Regions from separate parts of the Mus musculus genome. Here region 1 is linked to region 2. A link is a contact called in public Micro-C data. All regions are on one chromosome and are shown on one strand. The core of a region is the stretch at or near the end of the contact, and the rest is flanking DNA. Distances in the headings are between cores, read along the strand shown.

Region 1 (4,616 bases), core at 290-2,789, 470 kb before region 2:
TCTGTTCTGCTTTGTTCTTGGCCCCAGGTCGGGGGCTCATAGACAACTCTTTTACATGAATCACAAGATACAAAATCTCATTTTCTTTCACCCCCACAGTTACCTGGCAACAGCCAGGTATGCTCCTCCCCCAATGGCCTGGCCCACTATAAAAGGGCCTGCTTGCCCCCTCTTCTCTCTCTTACTCTTACTCTTGCCTCTCTCTCTGGCCTCTTGTCCTCTTGCTCTCCCTCTCTCCCTCTCTCCCTCTCTCCCCCTTCTCTTCTCCCCTCCATGTGGTCATGGCTGGCCTCTACCTCTCTTCTCTTCTCTTCTCTTCTCTTCTCTTCTCTTCTCTTCTCTTCTCTTCTCTTCTCTTCTCTTCTCTTCTTCTCTTCTCTTCTCTTCTCTTCTCTTCTCTTCCCCCCCCCCTCTCTCTCTCCCTTTTTCTGCCTCTACTATCCTCTTAACTTCCCTCCCCATGCCCTTAATAAACTCTATTCTATACTATACCATCATGTGGCTGGTCCCTCAGGGGTAAGGAATGCCTCAGCATGGGCCCACTGAGACATCCCCTTTCCCCACACCTCACCACACCTAGCTAGAACATATCCTTATATCTCTTTCTTTCTTTCTCTCTCTTTCTTTCTTTCTTTCTTCCTTCCTTCCTTCCTTCCTTCCTTTCTTTCTTTCTTTCTTTCTTTCTTTCTTTCTTTCTTTCTTTCTTTCTTTCTTTCTTTCTTTTATAATCACAACAATTTTGAACTCAACACACCAAAGGCCCAAAGCAGCTGTCTTGAGCATTTCAGTTTGGTGGCTGTTTGTACAGCTAGCTGTGTGACTGGTTTTTCTTTCTGCTACTGAAAGGCCTGCTTCAGAACTTAGAGCTGCCATTGTGCATCTGAAAGCTTCGTGGCTCAATCCCTGCCTGCTGCCAAAGTTCTGTTTGAAAGCCTCCTAGAAGTAAAATTCTTAGAGATTCATATTGTGGCACATTGCAAAAGGCAACACTTAAAGAAGGTGTGCACCCAGGTCACTGGCTCTGCTCTTAAGATCCTGAATTCAATGAGTCACACACACACACACACACACACACACACACACACACACACAACAAGCTCCAACAGCTCCCTTCTGGAGGCTCTGTATGACTAATAACCATTTGTCCCTAGAGGAGAGGAGCTAGCCTGATTTTTCAATCTGTTATTTCTTTTTCTGCATCTTGTGGGTGGATCACATGATAGAGACTTTAGGCAAGCAGGTATGTACAGGTAGGTGGCCGTATCTGCTAGCTCTGTTCCAGGAGTTCCAACAGCTGTGCTTATTCTGATGACTAGCTAGAAGAACAGGGGTGGATCCCTCCCTCCTTTCTTGTTCACAAAATCAGTGCTGAGATGAATCCCTTTAAACAGTGAAGAGAACAGCAGGTGTTGTATCCTGAAGAGGTAACAAGTTGTCTCAGCTGAGGAAAGAAAAGCTAAGAGGAGCAGACCTCAACAGTTAGAGACACCGTGTCTGAAAGGAAGAAAAGAAAGAAGTTAAGCCTAAAGAACAAAGCAAAAATAAGTGCAGAGCCACAGGACCTGGGGGGCTGGCCTAGTGCTGATAGGGAAGTGGGCTAGACACACCTCAAAGGCTCCCTGCACCAGCCTGTTACTCTTCCTCACCAATATCTCCTTTTCTAATCTAAGTTCCCCAAGTTGACCACAGTTGGGAGGTCTAAAAGTATTACAAAAGTATTTTACATTACAACAGCCCAAGGACAGAAGGAAGAAGTGGCCCAAGTGAGCAGGCTGTGTTTTTCCACGTGAATTTATTCTGAGTGGGGTGAACGCCCAGGAGAGGCAGGCACCTGAACGTTCACATCGACGCACGCACACACAGGAAGGAAATTCTGACCCGTTCTACATGCTTGATCCCTAATGAGATGCAAAGTGGAAAAAACCCAGAAAGGACAAACACTTCCTGTTGAGGTACACAGGGTGGTTGTATTTATGAGACAAAAAAGCATTGTGTCCAAGCAACGAAGAGCTGTAAAATTAACATATGAAAGAAGCCAGTTGCTAAGAAAGACTGGAGGCCCTTCCCCACCTGGGCGCTGCTGCTGCTGCATGTTGTTGTTGTTGTTCTCCTCATCCTCCTTTTTTTTCTTTTCTCTTCCTTTTTATTGATTCCCTGGGAACCCACACATCTTGTACTCTAATCCCATTCATTTCCTTATCCCTTTGTATCTGCCCTCCACTCTTGCAACCTCACCCCACCAATCAATAAGCAGGGGAGAGAGAGAGAGAGAGAGAGAGAGAGAGAGAGAGAGAGAGAGAGAGAGAGAGAGAGAGAGAGAGAGAGAATGAATCATGGAAGCTGTAGTGTATCACATCTTTACTGGCAAATGTTCATTGCAGTGAGTCGCTGGGCTTCTTGCAGAAAGAAGCAGAACAAGCAGTAGAAAAATCCCAGTGAGACACAGACCTAGGAGAGGTGGCTACTATAAAGCTTCCTGAGCCTCCTGTGTGGATGCCTTTCTTCCACCTCACTACCCTCTCCCATTCTAGAGAGTCTTTCTCTATAAACCATTCCTATTTCTGTTTTCCTTAATAAACGTTATATAAAAAAACATTCCTTTCAACCTTTAAAACGTCAGCAGGGGACTCAGCTGCATTTCTATAGCAGTAGATTGTGATTCTGGGGGGCACTGGGGGGGAGGGAAAAGAGTTATTGCTTAACGGGTTCAGAGTTTCAGTTCTAGTTTCAGTTCTAGTGAGGAGAGATATACAGATGGAAGGCTGGGACCGTTGCACAACTGGGTATATATTAAATATCACTGACCTGTACACTAAAAACATGATAAAAGTGATGGAATTTTTGGTATAAATATTTTACCACAAGATTTTAAGCATGAGTGACGGCCTTGGGAAGATCATTTCTTTTTTTGTTTGTTTGTTTGTTTTTTGTTTTTCGAGACAGGGTTTCTCTGTATAGCCCTGGCTGCCCTGGAACTCACTCTGTAGACCAGGCTGACCTCGAACTCAGAAATCCGCCTGCCTCTGACTCCCAAGTGCTGGGATTAAAGGCGTGCGCCACCACGCCCAGCGGGAAGATAATTTCTTATACTGGCTACACACACATGCATTATATGTGATCCCTCTAGGCACTTTCACTGAGAAATCCAATGATTCTTGATTGTAGGAAAGAAAAGTATATTAAGAAGGTATGTTTTAATTTTTAGGAATTGCTTTTAATGGCAGTATCTTCCTTTTCATGCTGCCAAGAAGTTAATCTTTTTTTTTTTAAACAAAAATGACATTTTCCTGAGAAGTAATTAATCCCACTATGAGAATGAGCAGGAAAGAAAAGACATTGGGACAATGTGTCATGCAGAGCACAGTATGCTCGGGGGGGGGGGGGGAAGGACAAGGGACAAAAACAGAAGTTGTGTAAAACTGGAGGCATAAAAAACTGGTTACAATAACTGTCTGCTGCAGAAATTCTTGAGTCTTCAGCAGCAAGGACTCCAAACTCAACAGTCATCTGCCAACAGATGAGCTCAAGAGAAGCAGAGCAAGGCTAAGAGGGGACTGGGCATAGGCCACGACCAACCCTGACCTGGGAGACTGGGTGTAGGCCACGGCCATCCCTGACCTGGGGGTGCGATAGCTGGAGGAGAGCTGCACTACGGCCAGATGCTCTCTTATATGTGATCCCTGGCCCACGGGCTGCATGTGGCCAAGTGTGGCCCAACACAAAATTATAAACTTACCTAAAACATCATGAGAGTTTGGGGTGGGGTTTTGTGTATGTGTAACTTGATGGTACAGTTCTCCAGCATGAACTTTGTAGATGACAATGTTCTGTGACAAGGTCAAGGCGGTTAAGCATGCCTGCTAGAGTATACTATTAACAGAACCACTTGAAAAGCTTTGTGACAGAGATACTGAGGCCATTTGAAGAGGTTCTGATTTGAAGATAACACTATGAGAGCCATGGCTCTAGCATTAAGGAGGGTATGATATTAATGATTGGTTCTGTATCTTTCATTCTTTTCAAGTATGTAAAAATGAAGGTCCAAGTCAAGAACTATTGAAGAGACTTGAAAAATTACTTAAATTCAGGTAGATATTATATCTATTATACTTGCCTTAAGGTAGTGGTGAAGCTTCAGACCAAATCTGGCAACATCACTTTCTAATAATATTGAGTTCTTCTGGCCAAGTTACTTAACGTTTCTAGACTCTGTTTTCTTTATCTGTGAAACTGAGGTATGTTGTAGTAACTATTTAAATCCCAACCTGATGTTTCTACACTTCTTTAGACCATTTAAATTCCCAGATGAAAGACACACACAGCCTTTATATTTATGATAAACTTCAAACAACACAAGAACTGGGCAAGTACTACTCTCTATGCTGTTAGAATCTACTTTCCCATCGGTAACACTGAGTTATTACTGTGTTTCATCTGGGCTGCTCTTAACTCCAATTAGCCAGCCCACAGGGTCCTGTTCTCTTGACTCCTAACTCATGGCAGCTTCTCCTTCCCCCTCCTGCACTTTTCTTCTTCCTCTTCATCTTCCTCCTCCAACCCCAAACCTATGAAACCTAATCTCCACCTGTGTCTCTTCTGCCCAGCTATTAGCTATT
Region 2 (4,621 bases), core at 1,532-4,031:
AAGTCCATTTCTTAATCCTTACCAAACAGTTCCACCAACTATGGACCAAGCATTCAAACACATAGCCTATGGGGACTTATTATCTTTTCAACCACAACACCTGGCTTCTTCTATTACCATGTGACACCCCTCTGTACATGTGCCAGCTTCTCCACTCAGCTCCAAGCCATCACCTTCATAAATTACCTAGTCTCAGATGTTATTTTGGGAGAATGGGACAGGATGCACACCAGGCAACTTTACTACTGAATTCAAACCCCAGACCAGGCATTCTGTTATGACAACACAAACAGATGAACATGATAATGAAACTCTGGTAAGTCTTACAGGACAAAGAGGAGTTAGGTTAAGGAAGAGAGATAGGAGAGAGGATAGAAACAGGAAAAGAGGGTAAGGAATTGAGTAAATACTATTGTTTTACATTTATTTGTATATTTATGTATACACATGCACATGTGTGTGATTATATATATGAATACATTCAGTATCACGGTCTCAGAGGTCCACCTGCCCATCCTATATAAAATATTAGTCTTCTGTCATCCCAGCTATTTAGTAAGCTGATAGAGGAGGATTCCCTGAGCTCAAGAATGGGCATGAGAGAGGCTTTGTATAAATCAGGATAAACGAATAAAAACAGCAACCCACCTAATTTATTTATTTAATGTTTTTTTCTTCTCTTTCCTTCTTCTTACAGTGATTTTAAAATATTTACTTATTTATCTATTTAGTGTTTTTCCAGACAGGGTGTCTTGGTGTAGCCCTTGCTGTGTTGGAACTCATTCTTTAAACTGAGCTGGCCTCAAACTCACACAGATATGCCTGCCTCTGCCTCCTGAGTGCTGGGATTTAAGTAAAGATTAATTTTTATTTGTAAAGCTTTTAAGAATTTATAGCATGTGTTGTCAGGCTTAGCCAAAAGCACCTTTATCTTGAGAGACCTCCCTAGTCCTTACCCTTAGTGTGTGTGTGTGTGTGTGTGTGTGTGTGTGTCAGTGCCTGCAGAGAACAGGAGAGGTTAACAGATATCCTCGAACTGTTACTGATGTTGTGAGCTGCCTAACATCAATTCTGGCAATGGAACTGGTCTCCCCTGCAATAGCAGCTCTTAGTTGTTGAACTATCTCTCCAGCTACATCATCATTTCATTTTCAATGTTTTTAAGCATCTCCCTGTGCAGTTCAATCTAGCCTGGGTAGTTTTTCTTTCAGTATCTCTAGTGCCAGGATTACAGGCACAGCACACTGTGCTCTACTCTTTTTTTTTTTTTCTCCACATCTTAGGGTTTCTATTGGTATGAAGAGACACCATGACCAAAGCAACTTTTTATAAAGGACAACATTTAATTGAGGCTGATTTCAGAGGTTCTGTCCATTATCACGGCACGAAGCATGACAGTGTACAGTCAAACATGTCCTGGAGAAGCCAAGAGTTCTACATCTTGACTCAGAAGCAGGTGGGAAGAGATGCCCTTTTCCAGGCAGCCAGGAGGAGGGTCTCTTCTGCTCTGGCCAAAGCTTAAGCTTTGGACCTCAAAGCTCACTCCTACAGTGACTCACCTCCTCCAACAAGCCCAAACCTACTCCAACAATGCTACACTTCCTAATAGTACCACTTCCCATGGGCTAAGCATATTCAAACCACCACATACAAGTCACATAATTACCCGATAATGCAGTACACATTAGTTCTATCTTCCCTTTTGGAATATGAGCTATGTGAGGAGACAGACTCATTCACACCTCCAACATCTAGTAAGTCTTTCAAAATATATTATTGCCTATGTTTAACCAACAATCTCATTTATTCCTCAAGCTCTGCTAACCAAATGCAGCAGGCAGGATGGCCTACTGGGTAGAACTTGCTGTGCAAGTCTGATGACTCAAATTGAATCTCCAGGAACCCACATAAAGATGGAAGGTGAAGAGGTGACTTCACAAATGTGCCGTCTGACTTTCATAAGCCAAACACACATCACACACGTACATTCATATAGTAATAAAATATAATTCTATTTTTTAAAAAACTGTATTAGAGTCAGTGAGATGGCTAATCATTTAAAAAAAAACAATCGCTATGCAAGCCTGTTAAGTGAGTTCTTATTCCTTAGACCCACATGGGAAGACTCTGACCTTCACATATGCGTTTGTTACGTGTGCCCCTCCCTTATATGTAAGTCAGGACCTCATCCAATCCCTGAATGTGGCAAGCAAAATTGTTGCTTTGTATAGAATGAGAAAAACCTGGATCATAAAGGCAACACTACACCATATCTTGGCCACGTATGAAGAAGGCAGCTAGAACTGACAGGTCACTGGGCCTGTTCGGGGCGGTATGACCCGAAGTTGCTCTCTGAACAACACCTCAGGGTCAGCACAGCAGGTACCGTTTGAGATCGTCAATACACAGTAAAATCTGCCAGGCTCGGCAGCAGGAGCGAAAACACGCTGGGCCAGCGCTGGGTGGGGTGGGTGTGGGAGGCAGTTACATAATTAGCCAGCTCCTGGGCTTTCCTCCCCCGGCAGGGCGGCCCTCACGAGCCGAGCCTCGAGACTCGACCCCAAATAGCTCCAGGAAAAAACCCGGACCGTAGGTGAACCCAGGAGTTCGTCACGAAGATTACATAAGTGGCAGACTCCTGGCAGGAGCAGAGCGTGTCCCGGAGATCCGCGCCCCGATTGGCTGTCCCGAGGCGGCACTGGACACGTGCGTCAGCCTAGCGTCAGCGTGGCGTCATGGGGTTGGGAGGGACTTAGTGGGAAGAGGCGTGTCCAGCTGCTCAGAGGGCTCCCGGATTGGCTGAGAGGCGCAGGAGCCGTCCCTCCAGGCCGGCCTGAGGGCGGCGCCTCGTTCCGGGTGCCCGCGTTGGCTACCGGCTTCACAAAGATGATCATGGCAGCTCGGACCAGTCAGAGGGCCCTGGCGAGGGTGGCATCGGGGTGCCATCCGAAGTCGACCACCGTGACGGAAGCCCCGGCGCGGGGGTCTGCGCGCGACGTCAGGTAGCGAGCGGAGGTTTTCCGGGCGGCGGGTTCGGGACGGGCCTGTGGCCGGGGCGCTGACCCTAGTCGGCTCCGGAGACCCGGGGCGCGGCGCTCGGCCGGCTGGTCTGCGTGCACCTCATATTATCGGGGTGAGTCAGCGACGAGACGGCCGTGGGAGGACGGACAAGCAGCCGGGTCTCCGGCTCCCGCCCTTCCGGTCTCCAAGAGGTGGGCGGCGGCCGTCGGGAAAGTTTAACTGCGCCCGAGAGCGCCGGCTCCCGGGCCGTGGGAGTGCGTGTCCTGGCGGTGAACCGCTTGTCAGACGCTCTCTCACTTGCTGTGGAGTTCTTTGACCCCGGCCACTCAGCGCTTGCAAAATGAAACACAGCCAACAAAGAGGACCTGTTGTTTTTTTCACTACACTGTAACTTTGAGGTCCTGTAACCTTGAAGATGGCTCTGTCCTCGGTTTTCCTGCTTGGTCCTTTAGGTGGAGATGAACCTAGAGACCTGAAGGACACTATAAGTCTACAATGCAGTTTTCTATTACAAATAAGACTGTAATAAAGTATTCTCAAAAATTAAAATTAACTCAGAGTGGCGGCTCACACCTGTAATTTTAGCAATAAAGTCAAGTAAGTATCGCGGTGGGTTCAAGGCCAACCCGAACTACAAAGTGAGCCCCTGTCTCAGGACCAAAAGAAAAGAAAATTGGTATTTGAGATGAATCAATATGTATACATTACAGAGGAGAAAGTCCAACTCTTGCCTGGGTTTCAGAACATTTTGGTTGAATGAAGACTTTAAAATGTCAGCCAAGAGGCCAGGTCTGGTGCTTTGGAGGCCAGCCTGGTCTGTGTAGCTAGTTGCATATCAGCCAGAGCTACAAGGTAAGATTTGTCTCAAAAACAAACAGAAACTAGCAGCCATGCTTCATCTCCAAATCTTACACAAACATGTTGAAACTGTGAAATCGGGTAGTTTATCCTCAAAAGATAGCTTTTCAAGCAGGACATACTGCTTATATTACTGATTAAATGTTGCTTTGCTGCTTATGGTCCGAGGCTCATGCTCAGAAAGTCCATACCAGCCTCAGCCTGGGAAATACCAAGTGACTGGATCTAAAAAAAAAAAAGGCAACAAAAATGGTATATAAATGCATAAAAGTATTACATTATCTTGTGTTCTGGCCTTTAATGTAATATGTTATTTGAGAGAGTAGTTTTGGAATATTAGTGATTACAAAGTCTGTTTTCAATATGTTACAGTACTCACTTGTTAGCTTGACTGTGTATGTAGCTAGTTGTATGGGGCAGTTGAAGGGAGAGGTGCTGGATCTAACCCAGGGCCATGAACATGTCAACCAGCTCTATCATTGAGCTCTCAACCCCTAACGCTTAATAGTGTGTGAAATAGATGTATTGCCCAGAGCAGTATAACCAAATAGGCATACTGATCAGGAAACCTGTTAATTTGTTTTAAGCATATGTGGTTTTCTTAGGAGTATGATCAGGATTAGGTAAGGGTATCTTGTGGGGCTTAAGAAACCAATGTATGAATTTGTTACAAAACCTGGTATTGTATATAAATTTCCCACTCAACTTGACTCTAAGTTCTTCTCTTTAGGAACAGGCATCT

What was found. Hi-C and Micro-C count contacts between places; a contact is called where the count stands out from the background.
Region 1: a contact with region 2 is called in a Micro-C map of embryonic stem cells, with 2.7 times the contacts expected there. The contact joins the enhancer-like site here to the promoter of Coq10b in region 2. A contact is called at or near these places in 1 of 39 promoter capture datasets (pre-B cells), 2 of 484 Hi-C or Micro-C datasets (embryonic stem cells and pre-B cells), 1 of 115 datasets of contacts at active chromatin or transcription factors (memory CD8 T cells) and 1 of 9 other capture datasets (liver).

Annotation. Positions count from the first base shown.
Region 1 is chr1:54,583,697-54,588,312 of GRCm38.p6, forward strand. No RefSeq gene overlaps it. Among named protein-coding and RNA genes, the nearest start is that of Pgap1, 28 kb to the left of the region's middle. Within about 2 kb of position 1,540, at least 146 of the 459 cell types and tissues checked have an H3K27ac peak or open chromatin away from gene starts, as enhancers often do. A contact at or near this core is called in embryonic stem cells and memory CD8 T cells, where this site is marked.
Region 2 is chr1:55,049,989-55,054,609 of GRCm38.p6, forward strand. It overlaps Coq10b (coenzyme Q10B), which reads left to right and starts at 2,782. Exons shown (of 5, transcript NM_001039710.1): 1 at 2,782-3,002. The coding sequence starts at 2,887.